Linked DNA regions of Capsicum annuum: region 1 is linked to region 2. A link is a contact called in public Hi-C data. All regions are on one chromosome and are shown on one strand. The core of a region is the stretch at or near the end of the contact, and the rest is flanking DNA. Distances in the headings are between cores, read along the strand shown.

Evidence for each region. A called contact is a pair of places that touch in the nucleus more often than the background predicts.
Region 1: a Hi-C map of bud shows a contact between it and region 2, with 2.3 times the contacts expected there. The contact joins the promoter of LOC107877900 here to the enhancer-like site in region 2. A contact is called at or near these places in 2 of 5 Hi-C or Micro-C datasets (bud and placenta).

What each region holds. Positions count from the first base shown.
Region 1 is chr7:115,296,915-115,300,741 of UCD10Xv1.1, reverse strand. It overlaps LOC107877900 (protein TIFY 10A), which reads right to left and starts at 2,220. Exons shown (of 3, transcript XM_016724701.2): 1 at 1,847-2,220; 2 at 1,395-1,748; 3 at 831-1,227. The coding sequence starts at 1,997. The coding sequence ends at 1,043.
Region 2 is chr7:114,905,531-114,909,678 of UCD10Xv1.1, reverse strand. It overlaps LOC107877898 (probable polygalacturonase), which reads right to left. Exons shown (of 5, transcript XM_016724692.2): 3 at 3,525-3,773; 4 at 2,923-3,076; 5 at 1,737-2,603. The coding sequence ends at 2,078. Among protein-coding and RNA genes, the nearest start is that of LOC107877898, 16 kb to the right of the region's middle. Within about 2 kb of position 1,763, at least 5 of the 5 cell types and tissues checked have an H3K27ac peak or open chromatin away from gene starts, as enhancers often do. A contact at or near this core is called in bud, where this site is marked.

The DNA of each region.
Region 1 (3,827 bases), core at 971-3,470, 390 kb before region 2:
AATTTAAAATAATTAAAGATTACGGTTGAACTAGTAAACTTAAAAGTCTATGAGTTGATGCATTTAGCTTCCCATGTCGTCTTTCCCGGCATTTATGAGGCCCCTCTTCCGCGTTGCAGTTTTCAAAACCGCGTGCCCTATTATTCTCTCTCTAGCCGCATAGGTGACCCTACTCTTTATTTATTTTTCCTCTTTCTACTTCTTAAATTTTCCTTGGTAAGGATTATCATTTATTACGGTAAACGGGATTTCAATTGCCCTCTTATTTTCACCGATTTTACATGAAGTTCTTCATTGAATATTACTACTCCCTCTGTTTTTACCCCAACGCGCAGGCCTTATCACTACTCTTCCATTAGTAGCTCTTGAAAATTTCATGCATTAAAAATAGTAATAATTTTTTTAAAAAATGTTTGTTTTATTATTGTGTCAAAAATCATTCATTTAAAAATAAAGAGAGTACTTGTAATCATTAGAAAGTAAATAAAAATTTAAGCTAAACAATTGATAAATAGTAAAAGGTAAAGGCCATTTAGCGGAGAAGACCAGGAAAAAAGTTATTATTTGTTAAAAAAGGGAATTAGATTCTTTGGGGAACAAGATACACAAAAATTGATTCCAATACCACCTATCAAGAAACCATTATCAATCATAATTTAAAAAAAAAAAATTATCAGTCATAATCAAACGATGCCTCTTTCCAGTTTCCCCTGATTCTACTGCCTATCTGGTTTTAATTATTCAATTTCACTGTTAACATCTGATAAAAGCAAAGAAATAAAGAATTAGCTATCTTCACCAAAAACATATAAAAGAATACACAAAAGAAATTGTTGTAAAATTCCATTACAAATGAAAACTTGAGAAACGATGATTTGAATACCTACAAGGGCAGATAAAAACCATATATGGTTTTAATTAATTACAGAAATGTATTATTAATAATAGGGAATAGTAGTCAGATCTAAGTGGGTTCAATGAGAGTTGAAAGCCAAGATTAAACTTGGAATTGTAGTAGTATTATCCTCTACAAAACTAAGTACTAGTATTGCTCAGTTTTCACAGGAAACTGAGCACCCAATCCCAGCCATGCCTTGTTTTCTTCCTTCTTAGGATTAGCTGTGTGTTTATGAGGGGTGCTTGTTTGATATGGTACTTTTGCAGTCAGCCTATCTTTTCTTTTCTCTAAGAACCTTGTAAGTGAAGCTCTTCTGGCAATTGGTAAATCTGCAAGAAAAAAAAAACATGGAAGTTAGGCCAGTTGAAACCCTCCTCGTTGAAATATTATACCTGCGAAACATATAAGTCAAAAAATATTTTTATATTAAATTTGAACATTCTTAATGAAATTTCTCACTTCGCCAGCCACGTATAAGGATGGGGAAAATTATTACCAGAAACAATAGGCTGAGAAGTCATTTGATGTTCCTGGATGGAAGTGTTGGCTAAACTGGGCGGGACAATGTTAACAGCAGGGGTAACCAAATCAACAGTAGATTCCGCTTGTTTGTTGATTGGATTTTGTGTATTGTTGGCGTTGTTACTAGCCATAAGCATGATTTCCTTAGCTTTATCTGCCGGAAAATCATTGAAAACAATAACTTGACCTGCATAAAATATGGTCATCTGTGATTTATCAATACTCGATTCAGCCTTGGTTGCACCTTGAAGGAACAGATTCATCGATTTCTGAGTATTCGTTGCTGCCGATTTCTCAATCATTGGAAGCAAATCCATAGTAGCAGAGCCTGTTGAAACAAATTTATAGCTCATTTATTAGCAATTAAATTAAATACAGAATAACTCCAAATTAACACTCTAGACAAAATTCAAAAATCATGCATACCAGTTGAATCAAAATTGCGGCTAATACCAAGATAAAGATCTCCCAAAGAACCCTTCTCTTTCAAGTATTGGCTCAACAAGCTACACGTATGAGAGAAATGCGATCTCTGACCAGCCAATTTGCCAGAATCCACAATCTCTGATGAAGCCATTACTAAATACTTTTCTTATCACTCGAAAAACACTAAAGATCTTCTTCTCTTTCTTCTTTCTTCTTCTTTCTTCTTTCTTCTTGTTGAACGAAAGTAAAGTTGAGGACTACAGGTTAAAAGCACATGTATATATATTTCAATTCAAACACGGAAGTGGACGTGAGGTATGAGTGGGGGTGGGGTGGGTTAAGCACGAGGAATATATGGAGACTTTAATTACTTTATATTAAAAGAAAACGTGTTGTTTCCCTGTTTGTAAAGGTTGATTATGCTTCTCCACTTTTTCTTTTTTATTTTATTTATTTATTTTAAATTATTTTGTTATTGTTTAAATTAAAAATTAAACCGAAAAAGGAATTCGCATGTCAAACACGTGTTGTTTCCGCTTAAGAAAAGTGGTGTTGCAATTAGCCTGTTATTTTGCACCTGTAACAACTGCCCTTCAATCTCTGTTTATTTACACCGTTTTGCCATTTTTGTATAGCTGTTATTTTTCTTTCTCTCTTTTAACCCTTTTCTTTTGTTTTTATTTTCCGACAATGGTTTATACCCCTGATATTGCTTTAAAAATTAAATATCCTTTCAAGTTTAAAAAATAAATCATTCTTTCTTATTTAATTTTTAAAATATCTTTTTTATATTTATATTTATGGAAGACTTACAAAACTAGCATAGATTTCACTAAAAGAGTGTTTTTAGCTTAACTTTTAAAATTATAATTTGTAGCTTTTTTTTTTCATTTTTTTCTTCTTTTCATTCTCTTTTTTTTTTTTTTTTCATTTCTATTTTTTTCCTCAATTTTATCTCTAGCCCTACTTCTCTTTCTTCTTCTTTTTCCTTTTTTTGTTTATTTGTTTTTGCTTTTTCATTTCCTTTTTAATTTTATTTTTTTTATTTTTTCTTTCTTATTTTTTATATTGTGTTTATATTATATATTTTTTTTATATTTCTAAAAATATAATTATATTGAGTACATGATGACAGACACATTAGAATCGCTCATCATTATTGTATTCACCATCATTTTTTTTTTCATTTATTTTACTTTTTGATTTTTTTTCTTTTTCATTTTTTGGTATTTTTATCTTATTTTTTTTTTTTCATATCCCCTCTTTTTTGGTTTTTTTTTTTTTTTTTTTCTTTTTTTTTTTTTTAATTTCTTTCTTTTTATTTTTTTTCTTTTCTCTATTGTATCTATAGCTTGTATTTCTCTTTCTTTTTATTTTTTTATTTTTTCAATATTTTTATTTCTCTTATTTAATTTTATATTTTTGTGTTTTCGAAAAATATGACTATGTCGACTACAAGTCATGAGTGATAACAAAAATGCCACAATCATTTACTGCATTTGTATTCGTACCATTATTTATATTTTTGTATTCATTGATACAATAGTATTTGTATTTTATAGTTCTCGCTTGTATTTATATTTATATTTTCTAGTTCGTATTTGTATTTATATTTTGTAATTCTACTTGTATTTGTAGCTTATAGTTCACACCATCATTTATATTTTTGTATTCATTAATAAAATTGTATTTGTATTTTATAGTTCGCGCTTATATTTGTATTTGTATTTTATAATTTGTATTTTGTAGTTCACGCTTGTATTTGTATTTCATAGTTCTCATCATCATTTATATTTTAAACAAATTGCACTTTTATATTAAAGAACTATTTTATATTTGTATTTTATAGTTGATTGCATATTTTATTTATATTTTGTGGTTTCATTTTCTTTGTATTTGTATTCTATTTTCATCGATGCACATGTATTTTTAAAAGAACTATTTTATATTTGAATTTGTAAATTGACCACATATTGTATTT
Region 2 (4,148 bases), core at 514-3,013:
CTCCAATGCACATGAGATTTGAGATACCCGTCACGATCAAGCCCTGGTTTGAATCGTGACAACTACCATCCAGACCCCCCATTATGTGAGAATACACTGGGTATGTTGTTGTTGTTGAATTATATTTCATGTTCAAATCGTATTTTATATTTATTTTAAATTCTATACATCAAGTACAAAAACTATGCTGAAACACAATTTCAACCTCAATTTTAAAACTTTTAAATACAATTTCAACTTCAATTTTAAAATTTTCAAATAAAGCTATTTTTTAATATTTTTTATGGTCAAACGCCTTCTAAGAGAGGCTCCAACTTGGACTTGCAGCTCAATCCCATTTGCACTTCAAGCTACAAAATGCCCGACTTTGACATATTTTGATTTGATAAGAGTTTAAAATGTTAAAAAAGAACTTTTAGATCCGATGGCCTTAAAATTAAAAATATGTCAAATATATCAAAATGTTCTTTAATCTTGTGATTTTAAATATACCATGTGAAACGCTCAAATTAAAGAATTGCTAAAAAGAGAAAAAGACATTCGGTTTTAAATAGACTAAAAAGGAAAGTAGGAAGAAGATATTAAAAGGGTGTTTGGATGGGTTTAAATTTAGTCAAAATTGCTTTTAAGCCATTTTTTAACTTTTTGAAGCAATTGACAACTTTAAAAATTGCTTAAAAAAAGTCAAAAATTACTTTTTTTAAAGCCAAAAACCAAAAGTACCTTAGCCCCCACTTTTTTTTTAAAATTATTTTTGGCTTATAATCTTTTCTAGTTTGACCAAGTAAAAGACATCTTTGTCTCTTATAATTCTCACATACAGTATTTCAAAATTACCCTCATATTTGTCCAAAAATATTTGTTCTCTTTTACTATTTTTGTGTCTCTATTTTTGTGTTTCTCTCTTCAGGTTACATTTTCCTCTTCATTTTGTGTCTTTATTTCTTTTTTTAATGGGTTGCTAGCAATTTGATGTTTGTGGAGTTTATGAGGAATTAAGAAGAATTATTTTTTGGGGATTTCATTTAACTGAAATAACAAACTTTAATGGATTGTTAGCAATTCAACTTCTTTTTGGGCGACTTTTATTTAATTTTCTTGAAGAAAAATAGAAAATCAATAAACCTATTTAGCCGAAACAATCTTTTTGAGTGTTTTTGGTTCAATTTTTAGGAAAAAAAAATCTCGTAAAACAACAATGGGTTAATTAGTGGCAAAATTCACAAAGAAAAACGAATCCATATAGCACAACTGATTTTGCTCCTCTTTTAATCTCTTTAGTTCAATTTTCAGAAGAAAAATGAAGCACAAGTAACTTATTCATTCATGAAAATATTTTTAAAAAATAAATGTACTAAGTAGTTTATACTGAAATTCAATTAAAATATAAATTAATTTTAGTTTAAATTATTTTTTTTAAAAAAAATCTAATAGTAATCATAATGTTAACAATTATAAGGGTATTTCAGACATTTTGAATAAAAGAAAATGCTTAACAACAATTGTCTACCAAACACATCTACAACTCTTTTTCATCTTTAGCACCTTTATCAAACACGTAACTGATTATTATTAAAATAAGTTTCAAAAAAAAGCCGTTTTTTTTTTTTCAGCCTATCCAAACGGGCTCTAAAATAAAGAGTAAAATACATTGATATCTATGAGAAAACGCGTTATCAGGAGCAAGTTGCCCTCTGCTGACACCAATCATTGTCCCATAAAAAATTGAAAGAGTGTAGTGGAAACTTCAAGCTGCTTTCACATGTCATAAGAATTTGAATACATAAGGATATACTTCATTCTTCTATGTACAACGTACGGGGAAAGGAATGTTACAGGTATAGAAAAAACGAAAAACTAGAAAATGACTGACTGGGCAAGAGTAATTGAATGAACATTGTGACCATCTCTCACCTCCATTCAGTAATTATCAATATAGACATAGAAAACAGTGGCTGGCCACTATGAAAATTGGCCCTCGAAAATGTGGATATCTGAAACCATTTCAAAGACATAGAAAACAGTGGCTGGCCACTATGAAAATTGGCCCACGAAAATGTGGATATCTGAAACCATTTCAAAAGTCGTAATCTATGTCCGATGCATTCAGAGAGTCAGAACGTCGGATCAGATGTCCTTGCTCATCATATAGGTCAAGGTTCTCACAGGGAGCAGGGAAAACAGTACCTATAACACGACCTTGAACATGAGAGCATTGGAATATGTGTTTCTTCTTGTATGTTATCCCAACAGACATATCTCTGAAAGTAACATTTTTCACTGGAATTTCAGAATTTCCATGGATACGAACGGGGACACGAACTCCCTCACCGTGTACTGACACGTAGCTTATGTCTTCTAGTATTGGTACAGCTTTCGGATCAAACTCCCCATCAGGATGTTCGTTGTAATCTGTCTTGATGACGATCCCCACCCTAACGTTTACGAATGTCAAGTTCCTGTAAGCTATGTGTCGTACATATCCTCCTCTGCCAGCTGCTGTTTTGATGCGAACAGCACGCCTTGAGCTCCAGACATGTACGTTTTCCACAGTAACATTTGACACCCCACCAGACATCTCACTTCCTATCGATATGCCTGCACTGCATATCGTTCAATGATGGTGAGTCGCATGTAATATAAATGGTGCTGCTCTTTATGATACTAATGTACTATGTTGCCAGATTCTTTTACGAAGGCTCGAGACGAAAACAAAAGTTACATCTCTTCAAACCAAAGTTGCTAAGTATCAGTAGGTTAGCATTATCAACAGCAATGAACAATTTCCAAAATATACCAAAGCAAGAAAAACTAATAATTTTCTTCCTCAGGCAGCTATATATGTCAAAATGTCATAGGTGCAATCGTTGTCAGAAACATCCAGGTCATGAAAACAAGTGTAGGTGCACATGGAAACCTCACCTGACCATCGAACGAACTACTAGATTTCGGATGACTATATTTGTTGAAGGCCGTCCATAAGAAATGCCATACTGATCCCAACCACTCTTTATTGCAATGCCATCATCACCAACACTGATGTAACAGTCCTCAATCAGCATATCTTCACAGGAATCTGTCCACACCACACTCAAACATCAAGAACTCGCACTGAGAAAGAGGGGAACAAGTAAGCAATAAAGAAGTGCATGTAGTGTATCAAAGTCTATGAGAATGATATCAACCTTAGAAGAACTGCGGTTCAGAAGACTAGCAAGAATTTGGCATATTAAAATCTCAGAACTTAATTCTTATTCCCTATGAAATGATAAACCCAAGAAAAAGAACTAATCGCCTTTATAAGCAGGTTAAACAAATTATCTTCAGATATTTTAGCTTGCGGATTATTAATTTCATTAAATAAAGAGATAGTTCACAAGAAATCAATAAAATTTAGTCTAGACACGTTATTATTCACAGCTGACCCAAATATAATGTAGGCTAGTCCTAATCCACAGATAGAAAAAATGATTACTAGCTCAAGGTTTTCTATTCTCTGCAATGATAACATATTGAACATTCACCTGGATCTATGCCATCAGTATTAGGAGCGTCGAAGATAGGAGCCAGAATTGTGACATTCTTCATTGTTACATTTTTGCAGTCATATGGATGGAGAGTCCAAAATGGAGAATCACGCAATGTTACATTAGAGATCACTATGTCGCTAGACCACATTATCTGGACAAGCGGCCCTCTGGTATTGTTAAGAAGCCTCTGCTTGTACTTCTTCCACCATGCTTGACCCTGCCCATTAATGGTACCATTATGCCCTGTTACCAGTAATATGTACACATAATCAGATTGAGTTGGTTAGCTTCATACTTCTGCGAACATTTTAAAATACTTTGCTATTCAAAATCTGTAAACAATTACTTTGTGCATGATGTGGGCAAAGTTCATGTATCATCACATCACCTAGTTCACTGCTGAACATTTAGGCAAACATGAAATAGATCTGATCTAGAATATTGTGATAAGAGTGTGAAGAAATAATTTCAATATTTTTCCAGACATAAAGAGAATAAATTTTATATGTCAACAACAACAACAACAACAAACCCAGTGTATTCCCACCTAGTGGGGTCTGGGGGGGTAAGATGTACGCAGTCCATACCTCTACCTCTGATGAAGTAGAAAGGCTGTTT